2 separate regions of the Oryzias latipes genome follow, and region 1 is linked to region 2. The links are chromatin contacts, called in public Hi-C maps. All regions are on one chromosome and are shown on one strand. Each heading gives the region's core, a stretch centred on a gene start, on an enhancer-like site or on the middle of the called end of the contact. The rest is flanking DNA. Distances are from core to core; before and after follow the strand shown.

Evidence for each region. A called contact is a pair of places that touch in the nucleus more often than the background predicts.
Region 1: a Hi-C map of fibroblasts shows a contact between it and region 2, with 1.7 times the contacts expected there. The contact joins two enhancer-like sites. A contact is called at or near these places in 2 of 5 Hi-C or Micro-C datasets (embryo and fibroblasts).

What each region holds. Positions count from the first base shown.
Region 1 is chr15:30,247,048-30,253,273 of ASM223467v1, forward strand. No RefSeq gene overlaps it. Among protein-coding and RNA genes, the nearest start is that of emx2, 13 kb to the right of the region's middle. Within about 2 kb of position 2,729, at least 2 of the 8 cell types and tissues checked have an H3K27ac peak or open chromatin away from gene starts, as enhancers often do.
Region 2 is chr15:30,100,196-30,105,971 of ASM223467v1, forward strand. No RefSeq gene overlaps it. Among protein-coding and RNA genes, the nearest start is that of rab11fip2, 24 kb to the right of the region's middle. Within about 2 kb of position 2,131, at least 5 of the 8 cell types and tissues checked have an H3K27ac peak or open chromatin away from gene starts, as enhancers often do.

The DNA of each region.
Region 1 (6,226 bases), core at 1,479-3,978, 150 kb after region 2:
CAACACGGGTTCTATGTTCCCAACACAGGTTCTACGCTTCCCAACATGGGTTTCTATGTTCCCAACACAGGTTCTACGCTTCCCAACACAGGTTTCTATGTTCCGAACATGGGTTCTACGCTTCCCAAAACGGTTCTACGCTTCCCAACACAGGTTCTATGTTCCCAACACTGGTTGTATGTTCCCAACACTGGTTCTACGCTTCCCAACACTGGTTCTATGTTCCCCACACAGGTTCTACGCTTCCCAACACGGGTTTCTATGTTCCGAACACGGGTTCTACGCTTCCCAGCACTGGTTCTACGCTTCCCAACAAAGGTTCTACGCTTCCCAACAAAGGTTCTACGCTTCCCAACACGGGTTTCTATGTTCCGAACACGGGTTATACGCTTCCCAACACAGGTTCTATGTTCCCAACATGGGTTCTATGTTCCCAACACGGGTTCTATGTTCCCAACACGGGTTCTACGCTTCCCAACACAGGTTCTATGTTCCCAACACTGGTTTTATGTTCCCAACATAGGTTCTACGCTTCCCAACACTGGTTCTATGTTCCCAACACTGGTTCTATGTTCCCAACACAGGTTTACGCTTCCAAACACAGGTTCTATGTTCTCAACACGGGTTCTACGCTTCCCAACGCAGGTTCTATGTTCTCAACACGGGTTCTATGTTCCCAACATGGGTTCTACACTTCCCAACACAAGTTCTATGTTCCAAAGACGGGTTCTATGTTCCCAACACAGGTTCTATGTTCCCAACACAGGTTTTATGGACCCAACATAGGTTCTACGCTTCCCAACACTGGTTCTATGTTCCCAACACGGGTTATATGTTCCTAACACTGGTCCTATGTTTCCAACACTGGTTCTATGGGTTTTATGTTCCAAAGACGGGTTCTATGTTCCCAACATGGTTTCTACGCTTCCCAACACAAGTTCTATGTTCCCAACACAGGTTCTTTGGCTCCCAACATGGGTTCTACGCTTCCCAACACAGGTTCTATGCTCCCAACACTGGGTCTATGTTCCCAACAAAAGTTTTACGCTTCCCAACACTGGTTCTACGCTTCCCAACACAGGTTCTACGCTTCCCAACACGGGTTTCTATGTTCCGAACACGGGTTCTACTCTTCCCAACACAGGTTCTATGTTCCCAACATGGGTTCTATGTTCCCAACACGGGTTCTATGTTCCCAACACGGGTTCTACGCTTCCCAACACAGGTTCTATGTTCCCAACACTGGTTCTATGTTCCCAACATAGGTTCTACGCTTCCCAACACTGGTTCTATGTTCCCAACACTGGTTCTATGTTCCCAACACAGGTTTACGCTTCCAAACACAGGTTCTATGTTCTCAACACGGGTTCTACGCTTCCCAACGCAGGTTCTATGTTCTCAACACGGGTTCTATGTTCCCAACATGGGTTCTACACTTCCCAACACGGGTTCTATGTTCCAAAGACGGGTTCTATGTTCCCAACACAGGTTCTATGTTCCCAACACAGGTTTTATGGACCCAACATAGGTTCTACCCTTCCCAACACTGGTTCTTTGTTCCCAACACGGGTTATATGTTCCCAACACTGTTCCTATGTTTCCAACACTGGTTCTATGGGTTCTATGTTCCAAAGATGGGTTCTATGTTCCCAACATGGGTTCTACGCTTCCCAACACAAGTTCTATGTTCCCAACACAGGTTCTACGGCTCCCAACATGGGTTCTACGCTTCCCAACACAGGTTCTATGTTCCCAACACTGGGTCTATGTTGCCAACACGGGTTTTATGTTCCTAACACGGGTTCTATGTTCCCAACACGGGTTCTACGCTTCCCAAAATGGGTCCTCTGTTCCCAACACAGGTTATCTGTTCAGGTTAGCAGAGGACATGTTTACCGCTGAGAGTTGTGACAGTGCGTTTACACCGGCCTCTTACCATGACAGGTGTATGTAAACGCGTGTAATTCAGCCTTTGTGCTTCTTCAAAACTCCCGTATTCACGCATCACTACGCACATTTTAAAATTTTTAATTTTGACCAATCTGGGACTATGGTTTGGTAGTGATTTCATTTCCAACCGTGTAGAAATGATTAATTTCAGTGTGTGTCCAGCTGGAATTGTATGACACCAAGTCTTTCATTTATCGGAATGGAGCTGAGAAAGGAAACGCCTGGAGAAAGATTGACCAGATTTGTACCGCTACAATGTTTCCCACCAATTTGAGCTAAAGGCGCATCACAACTGGATCTCCAGTCTTATGGTGTTAAGACAGAAAAGATCTTCAATCCTCCAGATTTCTTCATGATGCAGATGAATCTTCTCGGGGGAGGGGGCAGATCCCACAGGATTCTGCTGACGCTGGGAAGACGTTTTTATTGTCTTGCAGTTTGTAGAAAAGGCCGGCTTGTGTCTTCATGAGGAATGCAGTTTGGATTGTGAGCAGTTGCTCCTAAGGTAGCATAAAGGATGAGCCAATGAGAGCAGAGCTTTCCTCCATGGCTGACAGCAGAGGCCTCTTTGAATGAGCTGTCACTTTCAGCAGCTCCTTGCAGGTGGAGGTGATCTTTCATCCTCCTCTGTCACGGTGGAGTCCTATCTCTGGCCTCCATCAGGAGTGAACGTGCTGCCCCAGGTTCAGATTAACTCCATGCTGACAGACCTACGCCCTTGCCTCCGCCTGCCCCCCACCCACTCCCACATCTGCTGCAACCGAGGAGGTTAGGGCCAGTTTAGCAGATCTTACAGCACCACTAAGCACAGAAAGATCACTGATTGGCTCCACTCACCAAGCCCCTCCCACCAACTCCACTCCCCCCACCACAGCTGTTTATCTGATTTGCACACACAATCACACACATACATAATCACAATCACACACATACACAATCTCCCTCCAGCTTGTTCTGAGAAAATGCAGAAGGGTTTTATTTTGAAGGGTCTCTCAGAGGGGTCACATGTCACAATGTTTGCGTTCTAGCTTTTCTGTTGAACGCTCTAATTTTTATGAGTTTCGGAGCTCCCTTTGTGGTCATTCCTCGGGATTGCTCCAGTTTGGGAATACTTTCAGCATTCCAGCATCCACACCTCAGTGGAATTAACACCAGTGATGGACAGAGCTGTGATAATTGCTGGAGGAAAGTGGTTTCCTTCTGAAATGAAATCTCCCAGGACGCGCATCGTTCAGAGACTCTATAAGTGTTACCCTTGAAGCAATTATGGATGATCATCGTCTTGGCAAACTGGTTAAATGCCCGTGTTTGGGTGAGACCTATCATTTGTCTCTCTTGTCAGTTTCCTGTTTTCCTGAGTAACTCCCTTGACCCGGCTGGCAGGCCTGCCTGACCTGAAGCGCACTTTCCCTTTTCTCATGTTCTGTGCTGGGCCAAAAAAGGTTCAAAGGAGGGAGGTGTGGAGGTGGGGGTTTAATCTGACCCACAGCGCAGGTCAGTGAGCTGCTTACAGCCTCTATCCAAACATGGGAGCTTGTTTTGCCAGAGCTGTGGAAAGAAGAAGTGCCCTCTTAAATCAATGCTTTACTTTTACTAGCTGTGCACATGCAAGGTTGTTATGCGTGAAACCCCAGGAGGCGGAGCTGGCACTCCACCAGCAGCGTGCTCCTCTTCTTCACACTTCCCTCGCCAGAAAAAAAAACAACTTGTCCCTGCACACGGCCAGCAACTTCTCACAAGCTGCTTTTCTGCATATCTTAAGGCAAAAATGTGAGCAACAATTTCCTCACAATTGGTTTGCTGGGATGCAAAAGCCTTTTTGCTGGGACCTGTGCATGAGCACTTCCAATGACAAAGGGGAATTACACTCCAAAGTGCATCCAGCTGCATGCACTTATCTTTCCTCTGGACATATTTTTACGAAAAGGTTCGGCCTAGATCTAATCACAATGTTGCAGGGAGACTGCAGCTCACGTGTGTTGGTGCTGCACATGCGTGTGGAAAACAATATTCTGCACTTTTGGTATCATAGGATCTGGGTCGGAATGCAGAAATCCTCCAGATTTACAGTTACTGTGTGACTGAGCGCGCTCAGAAAGACCGAAACGCTTCCTCTTGCTTCAGGAAGCTTTTAAGGCGTCTTTGATGCAGGTGGACGACTTTCCGGGGCAACTAACAGCCCCCCCCACACACAAGGCCAGATGCATTGCACACTTCAGAAGTGAGTTGTCGTTCAGATTGAATTTTTACGAGCGCCTGCTCCTCCCAAACAGGCTCCAGGTTGGAGCTGCAGTGTCTGTCACTGGAAAGAATATACCTCCCCTCGTGTTAGTCTGATCCACAAACACCTGAGGAGGCGGGCTTCCAGGAGACGTGTTCAGGAGCAGCTCCACTGAGCTTCTGCCAAAAATGACCTCAGCTAAAAGGCTCCTGTTGTGAGTGCAAACAACGGCTCCAAGTCACCAGATTGGCTCTGTGGTCAGTGGAGAGATGCAATGGCAGCTTAATCATCTTTCTAATTTGTGTGAGCGCTGCCGATCCTCTCAGGAATAATTATGTATCTTGTGTGTGAGCAGGCTTAATGAGGTTAACTCGAGTCTTTATTTGGAATTGGAGTTCAGTCACCTTAAACACAGGAGAAAAGCTGCTGATTGCAGCCTTTTCTTCCTGCAGAGATGGTGACCATTAAGTCTGTTAAATCCCAGCAGAGTTCAGAGGGGCAGTGAACTTCTTCTGGGGGGTAAGAGCCCTTAAAGGGGGAGGGAGGGTAGTATGGTTCAAAGGTTTAAACAGCTGAGAAAATGCCACATGGGCTGACCGCCATCAGTACAAATCAGTGTTCCCATCAGATCGCTATAACCGGGCGGGCGGCCTCTCCTCCAGCGGCCTTTGCAGGAAATCCAGCTCTTCTGCAGCGAAGGGAATCGTGTTTGGAAGGTATTGATGAGTCCGATAAGAGCTCAGCTTCCTCCTTCTGAATTCCAGAGATTCTGTGATCACGCGCTTCCAGCTCCACTGAAAGACTGACAGCGAGGTGTTTTTACAACAAAATGATCTTTTGTGGAAGATTGAAAAGGATAATTACTATTCACAGGCCACTGGGGGCTGATTTACAACCACTAATATTTAGAATTCCTCCGGCCGTTTTTCAGCGTTTTCTTTTTTATCTCAGGCCTGCCTGCAGCCCCGAGGGCGGAGAGGTCGCGCTGGACGATGAGGGATGGGCCGGGCGAAGCCTCCACTCACAGAAGACTAATGTGTGAGGAAATAGCTTACATAAAAATGCCTCATCCACGTAGGTCTGCCTGGAGCTGACAAACACCTGCTCTACTTAACCTGTAATGAGTCTGCAGCCGAGCCTGCAGCCTTTCATGCCAGAGGGGGCGGTCCTTCAGAGAAAACCGCCAAAGAGTTGGTTGAACCTGACAGATTCGATTAAAACAAGCTGAAGGACAACATCAGCATCTGGATCTTTGTGTCTGCTTCTCACAGTTCAGAGGTGACTCGTCCTGACGGAAATGGCAGCTCGGGAATCGCGGTCACCTGAAACCAGGTATGATTGTTCCTGTGGAAGGGCTGGTTGCAGGCGAAAAAGGAAATGAAGAGTTCTGGCTGTGTCTGTCCAGGCTGATCCTCCAGTTGACCGGGAGGCAGAGGGGCCTTCATCAAGAGCACTCAGATGTGAGGTCACGGGTTCAAAGCCCAGGTGTTGTGCCTCACAGCGGCCGCTCGCTGCTCCAAACTGTGGAAATGACTTTTCAGAGCAGAGATCAGCTCTGTTTAGAGACGCCCTCATCGTGGTTCAGTCCTGACTTTGTTTCTGCAGTCGGTTTCTGCGTCTCCAAAATGTCCAAAACAAGTCATTTTCATTTTGGTGACGAGGGTCATCACATCAGCAGAACGTGGGCGTGGCTTAAGAGCCTTTTTTCACTTGACTGATTTAATTTCTGCTCCTCAGGAGATGTCACTTTGTCTGCAAACGTATTCATCCTGTGCAAGTGACTCCTAATAATGCTAATCTTTCAGGCGGAGCAGAAATCTCATGGAGGGATAATCAGAGATAAATATAGTTAATTGAGGCCAGGTGAACTTTCTTTATCAGCAGCACAGTCGACCAATCTGAAGTAAATGTGATCATTCCGATGAAGATGTCGGCTCCGGGCGCCGAGCGCCGGCCTGTCCCGCAGCCGATTACATCTGATTTAGCAACATATCAGAAAACTCTGACGGATGAACAGGAGCTGAAAGCCACACGCAGGAACAGCTGCTTTTCCCA
Region 2 (5,776 bases), core at 881-3,380:
GTAATGGAGTCCCGTAATCCAAACCCACCAAAACCTGCCACCATAGGGGGCACAATAGAGAGGCAACACGTTATTCCGGCGCAAAGCTGATGCTAATGTAGCAGGACGGCCAGGCTCACGCCGTTCACACGAGTCCTTCACAGTATCTCCCCTAAAATGATTTTCTCCGTCTTTCCTTCCCTCTCATTGGCCGCCTCCAACAAATGCTGAGCTGGCGGGGCAGATTCTACGCTCCTAATGCCAAATTAAAGGCCGGCTCTTTTATTTTAAATGAGAGAGCCGACAATCTTGATTAGGCTAAAAAGGAGGAGGGGAGAGGAGAGCAGCAGAAATTAAACGCTATTAAAAATAGCCAACATTACATTCATGCCGTCCAGCAGAAATGCTGCTAATTGGCAGATAATCCAGCAGCTCCGGGCTGAGAGCGGCGGGCCTCCTGTCCTCTCCCAAAGTCCTGGGATGGGGTCAGAGCGCGGCGGCGGCAGAGGAGGAGGAGGAGGAGGAGGAGGAGGAGGAGGGATTAGCGCTGGCATTGTTGGCGCTTTCCTCTATAACATGACCTTGACAAGAGTTTGGTCTGCCGCCCCCTCCACCGCCCCCTCCACCGCCGCCTCCACCGCCACCTTCCACTCCTCCAGCAGGAACTTTATTAGGACATAATTGGCCGTTTTAGACGAGCCAAGAGAAACACGGAGCGCAGAGATACCTGGAAGGAAGCGGGAAGACCTTTGAACTTCCTGTTTGGGAAAGTCCAGTGTGGATGGACGAATTTAGACAAACGACACACACATAGATACACACATACACACCTACACACATGTACACATGTATACACGTACACACATGTAATAATCCATTTTTATTTATTTATTTACACACATACACACATGTACACTCCTATACACACACCTATACACACCTATACACACACAAATGCACACGTATACACACACATACACACCCCTTTACACACCTATACACACACATATGCACACCTATATACACACATGCACACGCATACACACACACCTATATACACACATACACACGCATACACACACACACGGCAGATTGAGGAGCCTGATCCGGGCCGCGGTGAGGATCAGAGTCCTCCAACACTTCAGACTCAGGAACAGCTGCTCCTCCTAAAGCGCTGCGGTTTAAGAGCCAGCATGAATGTGGATCCTCGCTGCTGTGGGAAAGCCTGTAAATGTTATGTGTTTTGAAAACGCTTCTGATAATCTTTCTCCTAATCCCCTAATTGGGAGTCAATGCGGCCCTCTGTGAACACAATGCCACTGGCTGGGGGGGTCTGAAAAGGAGCCGTCTCCACCTGATCAACGCGCTTTCACCTCTCTGAGGAGGCTTTCAGGCTGGCCCTCGGCTGAGAAGGTTCCGATGTTAAAGCCCTCCCCATTAAGGTCAGAGACGCGTTTCCACGCAGCGTTTGAACATTTCCTATTTGCATGAAAAAGCCGCTCGGCAAAACTGTAACTTGTGAACTGATCAAAGGCCGGAGGCCGGCCTCCAGCTGAATGGCTTTCCCCCTTTGACACCAAAGAGGCTCTCTTGAGGCGCCTTCACAGCGGCGGCCTTGGAGGTTAGGAAAATGTGGCCCCCCAGACCATACGGGACCATTCTGCAGAATCTGTGCAGCAACACAAGAGAGCCGGGTTGCTGCTGTGGATTAGTCCTTCAACAGGCCGCACTCACATTCCAGCAGAGGGCTTTCATCTCCACGGTGTGTGTGTGGGTTGGCGTGCACGTGTGTGCGCATGTGTGATTGTGTCTTTGCTGTCAATAAATGCAGATCGATTTTTTATTGTTTTAACCCTAAAGTTGCACAAAGTGGACTACTGTTAAACTTAAATTGTGTTTGTGTGTGTGTGTGGGGGGGGGGGGGGGGGGGGGTCTCACCCCAGCACATAAACATTCATGCAAACAAGCTGTAAACGTTCCGACAGACATGCCGGACTGTCCTCAGCTGAATGGGATTCTGGGAAATCTTCAGCATGAGGAGCAGAGATCCCCCCCTGACCAGAAACACGCCGCTCCAGGCCCACGAACCGCTCCGTCTGGCCGCGGCCCCCACACTCCCCCCCTGTGACTCAGCTGGTTTCACTTAGACAACATGGAGAGAGGAGGTCACGGGGTCGCGGCGTGACCTCATCAAATTAGCCCCAACCCAGTGAGGTGTTTAGCACCAGTTAAAACAAGTAATCTGAAGAGCATTAAATGCAAATGCGACGGCCATATGCCCACTTCAAACGCCAGAGCCCCCTCCTGCCCCTTACACGGGGGGGGGGGGCAATTGGGATGAGCCCCCACCGTGCTGACCACGTGCAAAACATTGTATGTGCCGGTCCACGTGTTTGATCGGTGTTCTGAGAAAGACCTGCGAGCTCTGCAGGTTCCTGCAGGAACGTGTCCTCTACACGGACTCCGCTGCTCATCCGGACCTGAAACCGGGAATCCCACATGCAGCCGCTGCTCATCCGGACCTGAAACCGGGAATCCCACATGCAGCCGCTGTTGCTTCCAGAGCTGTCCAGGAGTTCACGGAGGAGCAGGAAAAAATAACAGCACTTTTGCAGTGCTTCATAAACGCTCCACCATGTGCCCCCGTTAGTGAGAGTGAGGGCTGTGAAGATTACGGGTGAAGACTGATTTGGCCCCTCCGGGCGGCGGCCGAGCCGGGAACATGTGGCAGCTCATATGTGCTAATAAGCACCTGTGGAGAGGAGGAGGAGGAAGCAGAAAGGCCTGCAGGGCCTGCCACCTGCACAGACCTCCACGGTGCCTCTGACTCACAAACCCGACAAACACTAACGGTCCTCCGCTCAGCAGAGAGAGCAGCAAAGTGGGATTCACAAAGTTCTTGCTTTGAGTTTTCAGCCCAAAAATGCTATAATTTCATCTGCAGGCGCCGGTACTTCCTGCAAACTCACTCCGGCGCACACAGACGAAACGCCGCTGCAGGAAATCGACATTTCCTGCAGAGCTCTCTAGAAATGTACATCCCATAAACACCCTGCTGATGGACTTAAACGACTCACAGATTTAATTACTTGCAGCGGGGTTGACCTGATATCAGCGTTTAACGATAATAACTCTCAGTGATGTGAAATGACTTCTGAAGCGTGTCATGAGGAGCGGATTCAGACCCGCTTCCTGTTCCCGGTCGGCCGCATGTGTGCAGCCCACTTTTTCAGGCTTCATCTTATGCGAAATGGCGCACAGCTGCTCAGCGTGAGAGCATGAAGACATAGTGGAAGAGCGTTCCTCACTCCAGCTGGGCACGCCTCCTTTCACAGGAGCGTGGTCATTTTTCCCTTTTCCCGCCTGATCAGACGCCGCCGTGCTGCCGAGGTCTGGGGGTTCTCAGCAGCAGATGTTAGCGTGCGTCAGGCCGGACCGTGCCGGTTTACGAGCCGCCGGGTCCCATGTGAGAGCTCCGTAAACCCCGGTGAAACCTGCCACCGTTCAGAAAATATGCATGTGTGTAATCAGTGCAAAGGGATGCACCATTTCTACAGCCAAACAGAAGGTTCATCAGCCGGCGGTGATTTATAGAATTTCATATTTTTCTCATCTGGAGTCCATATCAACAGGAATATTTAAGACACTGCATTCTTTATTGACGATGGGACGGCAGGAACCGGAGTCTGCAGGCAGATCTGCCTTAAACTCCAACAATGACTATTTATGACATCAAGAAGTGTTGATCTCCATTTCTACTCATGATGTGACGCGTATTTAAGCTTTCAGCGGTGAACTATGACCTCTGCCATCCAACCATCTTTGGAAAAATTGGGCCAATTCTTCTTCAAGCTTGTTGGAAACAGGAACAGAGAATTGTGAGGCTGATAGTTAAGGAAGTTTGATGAAACGAGGCGGTAAAAGAACAGAAAAACCTCCAGAATAGAAACGGCACAGCTCGGCTGTTCTCCTGGGGGGGTGGTGACTCCACCCGCCTGCACCTTCAGGCTGCTGCTGTCTGCGATCTGCCCTGCAGTCAGCTGCATGAACACTTTTGCTCCTCCGTCATCTTCTGATCTGTTCCCAGGGGTCTTTTCATGACCACGATGCTGTTTTTCGCCTGTCGTTGTCTAGGACATAGTTTCTGCAGAGCAGCATTAGAAATTCACCCTGAGTTGTGGGCGGGACCCTGCCTCCTTCCTGTTACTGAGAGCTCTCTGTTTACACCCTCCTGCTAGCTTACAGCCCTAACACCCCCAACCTAACATAAGTGGTGCGTCAAAAGCAGCAGCAACATCAGATCCATCCATCCGTCCACTTCGGATCCAGATTCCAGCTCAGACCAGGAAAACAGAGACGTTCATGGATCTGTTTGTCTGCCTCAGAAAGGGGGCGGAGCAGAGAGGCTTTGGCCCCGCCCATTTCCGTTTCTTCATCACAAATACGATCTTTATCAAACTGTATTTTTCTTCTTTTTCTGATTCTGAGAAACACTCAGAAATTCTGTTTGATCTTAGTTTTGTTGGTTTCTGTCCTCCATCCTCAGAAGAAGGGCGTTCAACTGATCCAAAGGGATCCAAAGGGATCCAAAGGGATCCAAAGGGACTCTGTGGTCAGGGTTAACCCATGTGGAGGAAGCAAACACCTTTGTTGTGTCACGGATGACGTTTGCAGCGTGTGCCGCCTCAGGGTCCTGACGGAGACCCTCTGCTCCCAGCCGCCATGGAAGACGTTTCTCCGCGCCTCTCATTCATCGAGGGGCCGTCCTCCCCATTTGCTCGCCGCTGGTTCATTTGTGGGAGATGGCGTTTGCAGTGAACAGAAATAAGCCCCAGAGTCGCTGAGGGCTTCTGCCCCTTCAAGGAGCAAACGTCTTTCAGAACAACAAGTTTGGGGCTAAGCCCCCCAAGCCCCGTCATCACCACCCTCAGCTTCAAGCAGAGGGCCGCCCGATTGGCTGTTGGGGAGAAAGCGGCATTGCAGGAGCATGAGATCAACCCCTGGATCAGCCTCTCCAGCTGCAGGCTGTGCTGCTCAGGAAGACTCTTTGGGTGAAGTGCCGCTCCTTTCATTAGCAGCAACAAGCCACAAAGACGGAGATTGGACGACTAACCTGCTGTTTAGATAAATGAAGGGACTCTAGCAGCTTTGATAACTGCCCCCCCACTCTCCCCTGGCTCCATTGTCCGCTGACAAGAGCTGCTTGGGCTTCCTCTAATTGCTGACAGATTTGATGTTTCAGCAACAGCAGGGGCTCTGTTTGTGGCCCCTCCATCAGCTCCCGCCACCTCTTCGGCCCCCCGCCGGCCCAAAAACAGAGTTTCCCTTCTTTATGCCCAGACGTTTTCCACCAACAACCAACATTTTTGGCTCACCTGGAGTCTAAATGCTTTACGGCGTCGGACGAACAGGAACGGACAGAATAAAAGTTTTTCTGAAGTTTCTAAAAACAATGGTGAGGATGTAAAGATGTGTAGAACCGTCTCATCTAGAGCTGCATTCAGGATCCTCTGCTTTTGGAGCAGCAGAGCGGGAAAAGTGTGAGCGGCGATCTCGGAGCTGAGCGTGGACAGGAGTTTGCTTTAGGTTTAAGGGAGGCGAATACTTCTGTGAGTTATGACGGACTGATTTACTAAACTTTGCACTCTTTAATGACTGCAGTCCAGAAAGAGGCAGAGGAGGCACAGGTGTGGTTGGAAGGAGAGCGCTCTTCAACGCACACGTGAAAGCAGTTTATCGGTCAAAGTTCATACCATTTTTCAGAGAAGGGGGGGTCAGGGTCACGTTGGAAAAGTTC